2 separate regions of the Rattus norvegicus genome follow, and region 1 is linked to region 2. Evidence: chromatin contacts called from public Hi-C data. All regions are on one chromosome and are shown on one strand. Each heading gives the region's core, a stretch centred on a gene start, on an enhancer-like site or on the middle of the called end of the contact. The rest is flanking DNA. Distances are from core to core; before and after follow the strand shown.

Evidence for each region. A called contact is a pair of places that touch in the nucleus more often than the background predicts.
Region 1: a contact with region 2 is called in a Hi-C map of the A7r5 cell line, with 4 times the contacts expected there. The contact joins two enhancer-like sites. A contact is called at or near these places in 3 of 12 Hi-C or Micro-C datasets (the A7r5 cell line, mammary epithelial cells and psoas muscle) and 1 of 1 datasets of contacts at active chromatin or transcription factors (oligodendrocytes).

Annotation. Positions count from the first base shown.
Region 1 is chr4:46,651,252-46,657,306 of GRCr8, forward strand. The region is part of intron 2 of LOC103692063 (a long non-coding RNA gene); the gene reads right to left. Among named protein-coding and RNA genes, the nearest start is that of Cav1, 48 kb to the left of the region's middle. Within about 2 kb of position 2,385, at least 10 of the 93 cell types and tissues checked have an H3K27ac peak or open chromatin away from gene starts, as enhancers often do. A contact at or near this core is called in the A7r5 cell line, where this site is marked.
Region 2 is chr4:46,455,047-46,461,660 of GRCr8, forward strand. No RefSeq gene overlaps it. Among named protein-coding and RNA genes, the nearest start is that of Cav2, 120 kb to the right of the region's middle. Within about 2 kb of position 1,600, at least 53 of the 93 cell types and tissues checked have an H3K27ac peak or open chromatin away from gene starts, as enhancers often do. A contact at or near this core is called in the A7r5 cell line, where this site is marked.

The sequences.
Region 1 (6,055 bases), core at 1,135-3,634, 200 kb after region 2:
TTTATGGTTACCATTTTAGACAAAGAAGGAATAGATTATAGGATGATGATTGCCACACAGTGATTCCTATTTGAATGAATGAATGAATGCACACAAACAATCCCTCTGTAAACTTGCACCCTACATACAGCTTTCAGAGGTAGAGCTAGAAACATCTCCTATGCACTGATTTCCTGGCTTGTGTCAACACAAGTTGATTGCACCGCAGGGATAATATCTATAGTTGGTGTAGACTTGTTTTTTCCCAATCACTATTCCAACAGGCGTGTTTGGAAGGAATCTTGGGAGGGTGGAAAGAGAGGATTCTCTGAGGCACAGAAGGAATGGAAAAGCAAGACAAGAGAGCAATGTTGGGAGTGTCTTCCAAGGCTGAGAAGACAACAAGAGTGCAGGGATACCCCAGGCACAGACAGCCTATACCTGTTTTCTTGTAACACTCACAATGTAATACGACCCTAATGGGGGATATTCAGCTGGAACTCCTAAGAGCCTTTACAGTGCCTTAAATGGTATAGGAGAGCAGCCCAGCCTTCATCCTTAGAGAAGACATAGCTCTGTAGACTAAGCATCAACTGTGGTTTGTAGGATCTTCCTGTGACACAATGAAGGACACTGTCATGGTCATATTTGACCTTCCCACCAGATGGGCAGAATAATAGCTTGGACCATGTTCAATTTATTCAGAGAAAGGAAAGGAATGCAACATTACTCACATCCTGTGTTTTAAAATAAAATCATATTGCTAACCGCTTTATGACCGTGATTCAAAGCAGGGCTACCTTCCACTCCGCACTTGTAGAGACCAAGTGTGAGATGGATTTTTTAACTCATTCTTTGTCACACAGCACACACATCCCTCCAAGATAGCTGAATACAACATGAATTCTCATTGCACTCTTTTCCTGGGCTGTGCTCACTTCTGCTCCTTTTGACTTGTGAAGAGTTTCTTAGATCAAGTAAGTGTAATTGGGGAACAGATGTAAGAAAATTTGGTCATCTGTGAGTTTTGTGTTCCTCTAGTAAGCAGCGATCATCTCCTGTTGCTAGGAACACATGGGAACTGTAATCCTTCTCCCCAGAAAGCTCTGAGTCATGTTGATGGCACATTTGAGATCAAAATCATCATATGTTTGAATGCTAAACATGGGATTTGAAACAATAATGTAACTTGAGGCATAAATGCAACAGCATGCCAGGCAATACCGCATGAAAGTCTCGGGGCACTAACACCCCAATGAAGAATACAGCCAAACTGGTCATAGCTTGGTGGGTCACAGGCCCTCATGACCATTTCTACTCTCTGAACTGACATAGCCAAACCAAATGCACTCCTACATTCTCAGCTAGGAAGTGCCCCACTATTGGGGGGTATTAGAAGAACCAGGTGATTCCACAAGGCTACCAAGGAGTCCTGCTAGTTTTATATATACTTGCTTATCACCCACACTATAGCAGATTCACAGCAGATTCATGGTCCACAGGTTACCAGGTTTCCCAGTGAAAAATAAAGTGAGATGGACCCTCCAAGATGGCTCTGTGCTTCCTGGATTCATGAAGGAAGGAAGTGCTGTACGTAATGCTGTACTACTCAATCTCGCTCACTTGAAAGAACCCAGCTTATTCAGCTCCCAGCCTAGGAACTCCTTGTTCTCAGATGAGATGGCATTGTGCTTTACACATCACATCCAGAACATCTTTCCCAGACTACAACTCCTTCCATTTGGTTGGATCGGCCAAGGAATAAAACTTTATCTGAGCTTTTACCCTATTGTTCCTGAAACCATTATGGCCTTCCCTGGTTAGACCCATTTAGGTACTTTGGCTCTGACCTTCACATCACTGTTTGGTTCTCCCAAGTTAATTCCAGACTATCCACTCCTCAGCGACCAGCACCTATGATGGGTCTACTATTAATACCTGTCAATCTGGGAAATGCACTTTGGCCACCATGCCAGAAACCAGTCAACTAGTTCCTCTGTGATGTTCTGCTTTCCTCCTGGGCACGCACTAGTGCTTCCTATGCCCGCATGTCTTTCATTGTCCATGTTCCTCAGATCTAGTACTAGTACTTAAACAGAAACCATGGGTTCTCCTTCTAGATGTGAACCACAGCACCTCATCTATGACCTACCACTCGCCCTCTGCCTCTTGGCTAGAAACAGAAATCAAGAGACTCTATGTAACTTCGGTGCTGAAATGGCAATGTCTATCTTAGTGCAGGCCCTCAGAAGACGGTAGTGGCCTGCGCCATAATCCTCCATCTCCGCCCATCAAGAATGCCTCCTGTATGAGTAATAATTTCCACTGAGCTGGTCTACAAAAATGTCAGGGTTTTTCTGTTACAGCAGCTGGCCTTACATTATGGAACAATCACCCATGACAAACACAATATGGGCAATGCCCAAGTGGATTACCCCAGCTGTTTGTAGCTAGCTTGCCTCTCCTCACCACAGTCAAGGATGTTCCTGCTTCCCTTCCTTCCTGCAGAGGCAGTTCTGGACATATAGGGTGAGCAGATGAGTGGGAGGCACTGTTAGGAGATGCTTCTCCAGGGAAAATCTAACTTTTCCATGCTTTATAACTAGAATTTTCCATGGTCACACAATGAGTCACTGCTAAGCCAGCATTTTCCCTACTCAGTTGGGGCATCTGTCCTCCTTTAGGACGGGGATCTGTGTCCACTTCTGGAGTAATGGTGGAAAGATAAATAATGAGAACAGTCGGAGATTAGGTCTCTTGGAAACCATTGGGAAGGCAAATCACACCAGCTTCAGGCAAGTGAGAAATGTTAAAAGCAGCTGGACGGTCTTCTCTTGATTTAAATATAGTATTGTTTCCATCCTTTGTCCAAATGACTTTAAGCCATCATGATTTTCGTGTCACTGGAAACGCACATTGCCGTGATTTAGTCCCTAAGCTGGACTGCCCAACTTATGTCTACACACAATTGAACTGAACGTCCTTTTCCTGTGAGATCAGCACTTAGCTGCTAAGCCGCTGCCATCCAGATCCACAGCGAATTAGTTTGAGATCTGGGAAGTGGAAAGACACTCTAACACGGTCTCTTAAGGGGCCCAGGTCTTCTCCAGAAGAGTTTAGATTGCTTCGGTTGCCCTCCGGGAATTCAGGAATGCTTCATCGGCCCTACCCAAAGGAGAAGGATTCCTCAGAAAAGTGCAAAGGGCAAAGGGCAAAGAGAGAGGAGAAGGCCCGTGCAGCATAAAAAGCCTCTTCACAGAGAAATGCCCAAGCCCAAAGCAAGCGTACCACTGGGCTCGCACTTAGTATAGCATGGGGGAGCACCAACTCTGCTCCTTGGCACAGTCTCTAGCCTTGGCAAGGCCCTGTGAGGCCAAACGTTTTTCTCATTGTAGCAAAGCTCTGAGTCACTATCTTTAAAAAAATACATGGGAACAATAAGACTCAAGGGGATAGCAGAGTTCCCCCCCCCAAAAAAATATTAGAAAAAAGAGGTGGGGGTGGAGCAGCAAGCATGCCTACAGACTGATTAAAGGACAAGAGCCCTGGAAAAGTCCCCTAGGAGACCCCTAGCAAGCCCTCTTTTCCTAGTACACAAGCCCAGATGGTACCCTATCCTATTTTATAATTTCCATCGCGTTCTAAAAATCATAAGCTTGGTTTTCTCGGGTTTTTTTTTCTTTGTTTTTTTGAAACGAGTGTTTGAAAAAGTGAGAAGCGCTTTAGTGCTGACCAGAGATCAACTTAGTGTGTCGCTGGCAACAGCCTTTGCAGAACTGAACTGAACCGGCAAGAGACCACGTGGAAGTCAAGTGGCAGCCCGTTTGACATTTGTCTTCAGCCCCCAAAGAGGTTAAAGAGATAGTGAATGTTTTTCCACCCATTCTCTCCGAATTCTGTAAATAGATGTCTTCAGGCTGAAACCTCAGGAAGGTTTCAAAGCCAAATAGTCTTTGGGAGCTACATCGGACGTAAGGACTTGTGTCAGGGTCAGCCATGAAGTAGCCATAGGCAGCATAGCCAGCAGGCATATAAACGGCAGTAGCTGTGTATCAGTAAAACCCTTTCACAGGGATGAAAAATTGGGCTGTAGTCAACAAAGCACATGCCCATCACTGGTCCTTGACTCAGTGATGAGCAGGAAGCACAATTAACGACCAATCTGAGCTACAACCATTTCACATCTGCACTGCTCAAATCATCCCTCTCCTAGCCGCCAAGCAAGTGAGAAAAGATCAGGCAATTTCCTTCTGTCTTTCAGCACCAGGAAACTACCAACTCATGTTCTACCTTCGTAGAAAACAGTTACCTATGAAAATGACAAATTCTTTTTCCAGTTGAATACAAAGTGAGAGAGTAGCTTTTGCATTTGTGGGACTTGGAGTCTAAGTCAAATTATGTAAAGTTAGGCTATTGTTACACCTGGTTTCTGTGACTGTCGGCTGGCCAGGTTCCAGGGACACTGTAGAAGATGTGTGTCCCAGGAAGCACCCAGAAGTATGAGTGAATTGTTCACAGAAGCCTGTTCGTTCTCACCAGTAACTCCTCCCTAGACAGCAGCACTAACGAATCATCGAAGGCTCACAGAAAGGTAGATACCTTACTTTTATGGTATATAGTTGATGCTCTTTGAGAAAATAACAAAAGGGATATCCTACATGCTAATGGGCTTATAAATAACTCATCTACACACACACACACACACACACACACACACACACACACACACACACACACACGTTATTTCTCTGAGGAGATGGTATGTGCTCACCGCACCAACCACGAAAAAGCTAAACATTAAGGTCATCATCCTGGTTCTTTCCCACAGGTTAAATGTATGGAGTTAGATGAAAAAGTGGGGCAGGAGGTCCTGTTTTGTTTTGTTACAGTATGGGTGCTTTTCCTTTGTTCTGTCTGTTCTAAGACAAACTGGATTTTATATGACAGGAATTGTGAAAGTGGCTAGTACTTGATTTTGATCCAGCCCAGTTATGAAGGACAAGTACAGAGGCAGGCACACCCGGGCTCATGTGCACATGTAAGGCTTGACATGTGGGGAAGATGTCACAAGTCAATCAAAAGACCCATGACCAGGTCCTAACCGACTTTGCCTCACCTGTCTTTCACACTGCTGGAGGAGTTGGTAGGAAGCACATTGAGCCATGAGCATCCGAGAAGCTGTTCTCATTGTTTGCATCCATGCTTTTAGGGCCTACAGTCTCTCTGTCTGCCATCTCCACCTCCACAGTAGATAGAATCAAGTACTAGAAGCCCAATCTTCAGCGTGGTAGTCCTAAATCCTGGGTTAGGCCCTGATCGGAGTAAAACTATGAGTTACAGAAGAGACAGTGATGGCAATCAGTACCTCAGTGTCAGACGCCTCGGGTCAGTGTCTACTGAGGAATGCAGGGCCCTTCACACACCTCATACTTATGCCTTCCGTTAACAAAGTGGGTATGGAGGATGGAAATGTTGTGAGTTCAAGACCCAGCTAGCATTGGTAGTATGACTAAATCTATCCCTCAGATCTCAACAAAGCTGCTGTGCCCTCAGATCTGAGGAAAAGAAAAGCCTAGATGTCACCTAAAGTGTACCCAGCATAATCTAACTTTTTCTTCCTTCCTTTTCCATTCTTTCTAATTAGAGTAAAATACACATGATGTAATTTTATCTTGTAAGTCATTTTACGTACACAATTCATAGTGTTAAATATATTCCCGTATCATAGTGGCAAGCACATTCACATGGTTTGATAACCACTCTTTGGAATTCTTCTTACCTTGCACAACTGAAACTCTGACTTCATTAAACAGCTCCACACATTGCTCCCTAGCCCAACCCTGAACAGCCACAGTTCTGCTTTGCTTCCTCAGGTTTGTCTGCTCGGGTATTTCACGGAAGTGGAGTCATGTCCTATTTGTTCTTTTGAGACAGGCTTGTTCATTAAGCACTGTGCCTTATTAGTCCTTTTTCTTCTCTTTATTTTTGATTTTAGTTTTCATTTTTGTCTTTTTGTGTAGGATTATGTTTCTTGGGGCTTTTGTTTTTGTTCCTTGTCTTTCTTTGGTTTCGAAAG
Region 2 (6,614 bases), core at 350-2,849:
TTCTTTTAATAGAGAAGACATCATCTACCATGTAGCCCTGGCTGGTTGCTCTATAGACCAAGGCAGCCTAGAATTCACAGACATCTGATTGACTTTATGCAAATATCCTTTTTATCGTCACACTTTCATTGGTGAGGCTCTCCCAGACTCACAGGATGAAGACTGCCAACTAGTAAGTCTGCGTTGGAGCCTCAGGTCAGGCCCCTTGCAGGGACAGTAACTCAGAGTCAGTGCCTTTCATCGTGACAGTAATTAGTGCCCTGTATCTAGCGATGATGAAACCAGCCCTTAAGTTGGAGATACCTCAGTGTGACCCAGTTCAGTCACCTCATGATTTACGTTTTGAAAGTTAGTCGGTGTACTAATGAGAAAAGGAAGGTCCACAGTCATTAAAATAAAAGGCATGCTGAATTTTTGAAAACATGTCTATTAGTCTTCTCTTGCTAAAACTTCAATCATTTCATCAAAATGTTTTCTACAAGTCTCCCACTGGTGGCTTAGGAGGCCAGCAGCAGCTTGTGCAGGAGCAACCGGCTCCATACGTCAGGCAGTGTTTGTATATCCTCGGCGTATCCAAGCAGAGCCTTTTTAACTTTCCGTGCTACGGACAGATCTGTACTTTCCTGAACGGCAGCCAGGAAAAATCTTGAAGATTTGGCAGGAACAGGGTGGGAAGCCTGGTGCAACACCAAGCTGCACTAGAGCCGGGGCTTTCTACAAAGGCGGATGAGCAAAATCCCTCCTTTTGTTTCGCTCTCCATAGGAGCACAAATAGAGGCCCCAGATTGCAATCAGGTTCTATTGTGTAAACTTGGGGTTTCCATCGAGCCTGGCCTTTTTTGGCACTGGGATCTTCATTCTTTTTCAGCTGGAAAACCAATTAGCATTCTTTTTATATTTAGGTGTTGGTGCTCTGGGCCTTAGAACAGCTTTTGGCCATCGGCCCACATGACTGCAGTCTCTAGGGCCAGGCCTGACAAATTAAGATAAAACCGTTACTTCATGTTTTCCTCCGAAGAGAAAACAAAAACTGTTTCCTGCTCTTATTAATTAGATGGAGTCAATGTCCACATACAACAAATAGAAAGGTAGGCATAATCAGGGTGTCAACCCTGAGCCTTTATCTCTCCCCAGGCAGAGCTCCCCTGCAGGAATGTGAGAGGGGAAACCAGTCCTGTTAGAACTAAGCTTTTTTCTCTTGAGAAAAAAAAGAAAAAGAAAGCCTCAAACCATCCTTATGGTCAACAGAGGCCTCAGTCAAAGTGGCTTGCCTTTGTTAACTACAGGGTCACCCTTTGGCCTCTGTGGCATTTTTGCCTCACAGGTTTGAGTGATGTGACTTACCTGGAGGAAGGAACTATTAGCAGATTCCAGCCCTGACAAGAGGATTAGTCATAACTGGCAAGAGGGTACTGCCCAGTTGGAACAAAATAAACAGAGCCAAATAGTTCTGTATCTTAAAAGGCAAACAAAATAAAGTTCATGTTCCAGGAACGTAGTTTATGATTAGAGAAAGCCCTCTCTGGGCTGTGGTGGGTGTCAGAGTATCCAAGTATGTGGAGGAGAGGAAGAAATGAGGTCGGAATCGCCCTTCTAAGAAGTGTTCCTCTTGGTAAGCAGCCTTTGCCATGGCAACAACCTAATGCCACAGATCAGAGGAATGTGCTCCTCCAGTGAGCAGACCTCAGCCTGGCAAAGTCTCCCAGATGATGCAAAATATTTAGAGGGGAAGTGGGAAAACAAACAGAAAGGAAGCACAGCCATGTGGCTGCAGATTGAAGGCAAAAATAAGTCACACACACACACACACACACACACACACACACACACACACACACACACACACCCCAACTGTGCAAAACAGCTACAACAGCGGGTTTGTGTCCTGGGTACTGAATGTTCATCTCTTTGCTCGAAACAGCCTGCAGGGTAACTGCTTCTCCTTCAAGTCTGTCTTTGTAAATAGTGGGTAGTGGCATCCTTTAAGGAAGAAAATCAATTGAAAGACTTCTTTAAAGACTTTGTACGGACTGTTTTCTTTGCTACAGATTCTGTTCTGGAGTTGAATTATTTAACAAAGGGTCTGTGTTCTGAGTCATCCGGAAATTTTTTAGCCATTTTTTTTCTTTCTGTTAGGTTGCTGTCACGGGCAGAGAATGGTCATCTGTAATAACCCAAGGGAGTGACTAGAACATGCCCAGTCACATGCAAGAAAAAAGTAATAGACTAGTGTCTAGGTGCCAGAAATTGTCCAGTGCCCTGTGCAGGATTGGCTGCACAACCAGATTCACTAAGACGGTCTCAGTTTAGTCCCCTTGTTCAGGTTCAATTACAAACATGGCCCATTGCTCACAAAAGTGCCCTGTTTTGGATAATAAATATCTGATGGCCCTATTCATGCTCAGAGCCCACTTCTCCTACTTCATCACCCAGAACCACTATTCTGAAGTTCTTCAAAGCTCAGAACCTAAATAAAATACATAAAAATATAAAGCTAAAAGGAAGAGGTCTTGGCCACCAAAGTGTTTGCAAGCACAAGGACCTGAGTTTGGATTCCCAGGTCCCCATGTGAAACTCTAGCACAGTAGTGCGTGTCTGCAAACACTGCACTGGGGATGTGGAGACAGGAGGATTCCTGGGGCTCTGTGTTCAGTCAGTCTGACCAAATGGGTGAGCTCCAGGTCCATGGGAGACTTATCCAATAAGTAGGTTAGAAAATGAATGAAGAGGATCTGATGTCAACCATTTCCTCCACTCATTCATATATTATGCATACATACACACAACTAAAATAAAGAAAAACGACAGTTCTCTGATCCCAATAAGAGAAATCTTCAAATAGTTTCACTTCATCTACAAGAAACACAGGGAAGAGAATCCCCTTTGCTGGGGCCAGGAGAGAAACTTCCTATTCATCCCCAGCCTGCCTTCAGGAAGAGCTGGGAGCTACCCAGGAGGCTACGAACATCCATACATGCATTTCTCTGTCAGGTGCAGGAAGGCAGGCAGTCATTTCCAAATCAGACACAAGGCTGCCTCTCTTTGTGCCTTGCAGCTTGGAAGCATCTGAGAGAGGTTCACAATGAGAAAGGTTTCAGAGGGTCTGTGTTGCCCCCAGCTGCACTGCCGTGAGGCTTCTATCTGAATTAGAATGGAAACTCTTTGATCTCTTTTATATCTAAGTTTAAACCATGGCCTGGACCCAAAAGGTGGGTTAATTTTGGCAACTTCCCCTCTACACTTTTATCTAGAGATAAAAGCGCGGTTTGCAAGTGTAAACAGAAGGTGTATTTCCCTAGGCCCAGCAACCAGCATATAAAATAAATGACACTAAAAAGTCTGGTGTTCAGTCAAGCTCTGGCTTCTTCAGCTCTGCTGCCTCATTCTCTGGCAGCCATTAGAATAATTCCCTTCTGTCTTAAACATAAAGATGGTTTAACACTAAAGAACAAACTTCTTGAATTGAGGAACCCATAGGGGATAGAGACTCCATACAAAGACCAAACAGAGTCAACTAACAGGAACCTTTGGGGCTCCCAGAGACTGAACCAACAACCAAAGAGCATACGAAGGTTGGACCTAGACCCCTTCCCCGCACATATGTAGCAGATGTGCAGCTTGGTCTTCATGAGGGTTCCCCAGCAACCGGAAGAGGCTGTCCCTTACTCTGTTGCCAGCCTGTTCCTCTAACTAGGGAGTCTTGTCCAGCCTATAATGATTTAAGGTGCCAGGATGGGTTGGTACCCAGAATGGACTTCCTCCTTCTCAGAGGTGAAGAGGAATGGGGATGGGGGAGGTGCGAGAGAGGGGGGACTTGTTCTTGAAGCAATATCTTGCAGCAAAAGGAGTGACTTCTGTTGTCACATAAAATTTAAAATATGAGAGCTAGAGAGGTGTGTCAGTGGCTAACAGCACTAGCTGCTCTTCCATAGGACCTAGATTCAGTTCTCAGCACTGATAAGGCTTGGTTTACAATTATCGTCTGTAACTCTAATTCCAGGGCATCTGACATTTTCTTCGGGTCTCCAAGGACACTCCGCACATGCAGCACGCTGCAAGGAACCATGAAGTTGGCCTGGCCTAGCATAAGTTTTCAGGTTAGAGTCCATGGCTACTGGGTAAATGTGCCTTCCAGTTCTGGAGAGACTAATGTGCTCCCTTCCCCTGGCAGAGAAGGGTTTGGGCTGCTTTGTGTTTCCCTGTGTGTTCTCTTAGTAGTCAAGAAACATCAAAGCTTGACAAGACAATTGGTCTTACACATTAATCTTGTGTACCCTGTACAGTTTGAAATGTTGCTGTATCCTGGCAACTACAACTGTATAAATCCTGACAATCGCCATTATACTCTGTTTCTGATAAAGATAGAAAGGTCTGATTGCTCTCAATAAGATGGTCACAGCCGCAGTGGTGCTGTGGCCCATTCAACTGGCTTGATCTAATTTCTCTCAGCCATATCAAGTGACGTCGGCTTGGTAAGTAAGCACAGGCACTTACAGTGTACTTACATACTTGTAGCAAAATATCCATGTGTAAAAAATTTTAAAAAAATCCTTAAAATTTGTAAAGAAAACCAGGCTTTGAAAGTTAAAAAAAATTAACTTGGAACCTAGATTTGAAGATTTTCATGTGGGTTCTGTCGCTATCTGGTTGATGGTGAAATCCTCTAACAGCCGTTTTTCTTGTGTCTCGGGGGGGGGGGGGAGGGGGGGGCTGGGTTTTAAATGACTGACAGCTCGCTAAGCCCAAGAAGAACGGTAGAATATGCCCTGAACAAAACCACCATGGAGCCATACGGAGAAGTCACAACTCATATACCCATAGCCTTTATACCACTTGCACTTATCATTAGCAGACTACATGAGAAGCTCATAAGCCAGAGAAGCTTCATGCAGCCCATTTAAATGCATAGAGCAATAGTCCCTTGCGGAATGGGACATGGCACTGTTGGGTTCTAAGGGAGGACAATGGTCTTCTTACAAGGTTACGCATATGAATAGGCAGAGGTAGCTTGTCTGAGCACTAACCAAGAGGGGTCTGAGCAAAGGAATTCAGCATAGTATTGTCAGGGAGGTTGGCTTTCGGCTTAGTCTTGACAACTTGAGACAGAACGATACCAATGCTGTCCTCATACAATAGTGTAACCAATGATGGTAAACCAAGCTACACCATCTCAGGGCTGGGCAGAGGTAAGCAAAACAATGCAAATAAAGCTGTGGGTTTAGAAGTTCTGATGTAGAGAACTGAAATCTCAGGGCTGGTGAGATGATGTCTCAGCAGTTAAGAGTGTTCGCCTTTCCAGAGAATCTGAGTTCTGTTTCCAGTGCGCACATCGAACAGCTTGCAACTCCTAGTAACTCCAACTCTAAGATACCTTGATGCCTTATCATGGCCTATGCAGGTACTGACTCACATTAAACACATGCATGCATACATGCATGTGTGTGCACACACACACACTCTCTCTCAACTAATAAGTGTTTAAATGAACACAAATTTAATATAAAAATATAGTTGAATTATCCTTGGAAATTGGAAATCATTATTCTGGGTTAACAGATGGAAACAGCATTGTCTTCTAGGAAAATGTAAATTACTTATTAATTTAATGTTTAAATGACATTACCTTTTCTTGTTATATTTCTGTCTTTAGAAATGAGTACAGAGTACTACCTTCCAGGGGTAATGTTTTTCCAGGATTCTGGGTGAGAGGACATGACTCAGGCATGAGAAATACCAAGTTCCCATTAAAGTTTCCTGGCATGGTGGAGATCAGGGTTCCGCACAAAGAATGAAAGTTACATTATGTCATATGTAAGACTCAGTCTCTGTGTAGTGACCCGTGTGTGTAGCTGGACCGTTTTAAAGAATTTCCTTTTAGAAAAGACAAAGTGGTAGCACGGCCTAAGATAAAGGGCCAATGTTAAAATTCAAACAAAGTCGAGAGCTAACTTGTGATTCTCACATCCTCCTGGATGACTGTCTGTGGTGCCGATGGGCACCGTAGTGCTGAGTCCTTGTCTTTTTGATGTGTTTGCTTGTTGTTTAAAACATGAATGTTTTCTCACTGTGAAAGAATCGAATGTTTAAAGTGGTTTTTAAGTGACCTTCCATTAAAGTCTACCAATAGTTTCTATTCATTTCTGGGTATGACTGTGTTACATATTCTTATGAATGATTCCCTTGTTATCATGCTTTCTAACTGATTATTGACAATGTGAAGAAAGGCATACTTTTCTGTTGACTTTTATAGCTAGCCACCTTCATTTATTGTGAAAGCCTCCCCTTAGCTTCTAATAGCTTTTACTCTTATCTTCTTGGCTAAAAAATGATTTACATTATTTTTTAATTAGTTTGGGAAGATTTTAGCTGAACTCCATCTCTGAAGGTTTTAGACAGCAGGAAAAGAGTGGTCCTTTTGTAAGACATGAGTTACACAGAGAATGCTGCTAGCTTTACCCCTGAAAATAAGATAAAATGTCTGCATTGTGTTTGTTCTGTTAGAGACTCTTGTAGAGGTCACGCTCTTAACATTTTTTGGTAGAGGTTTATCCTATTTCTCTCATGTGCCTTCAAAGAAGAAATTCTGAATTAGGCCTACGGTTTTCCCATGCTGT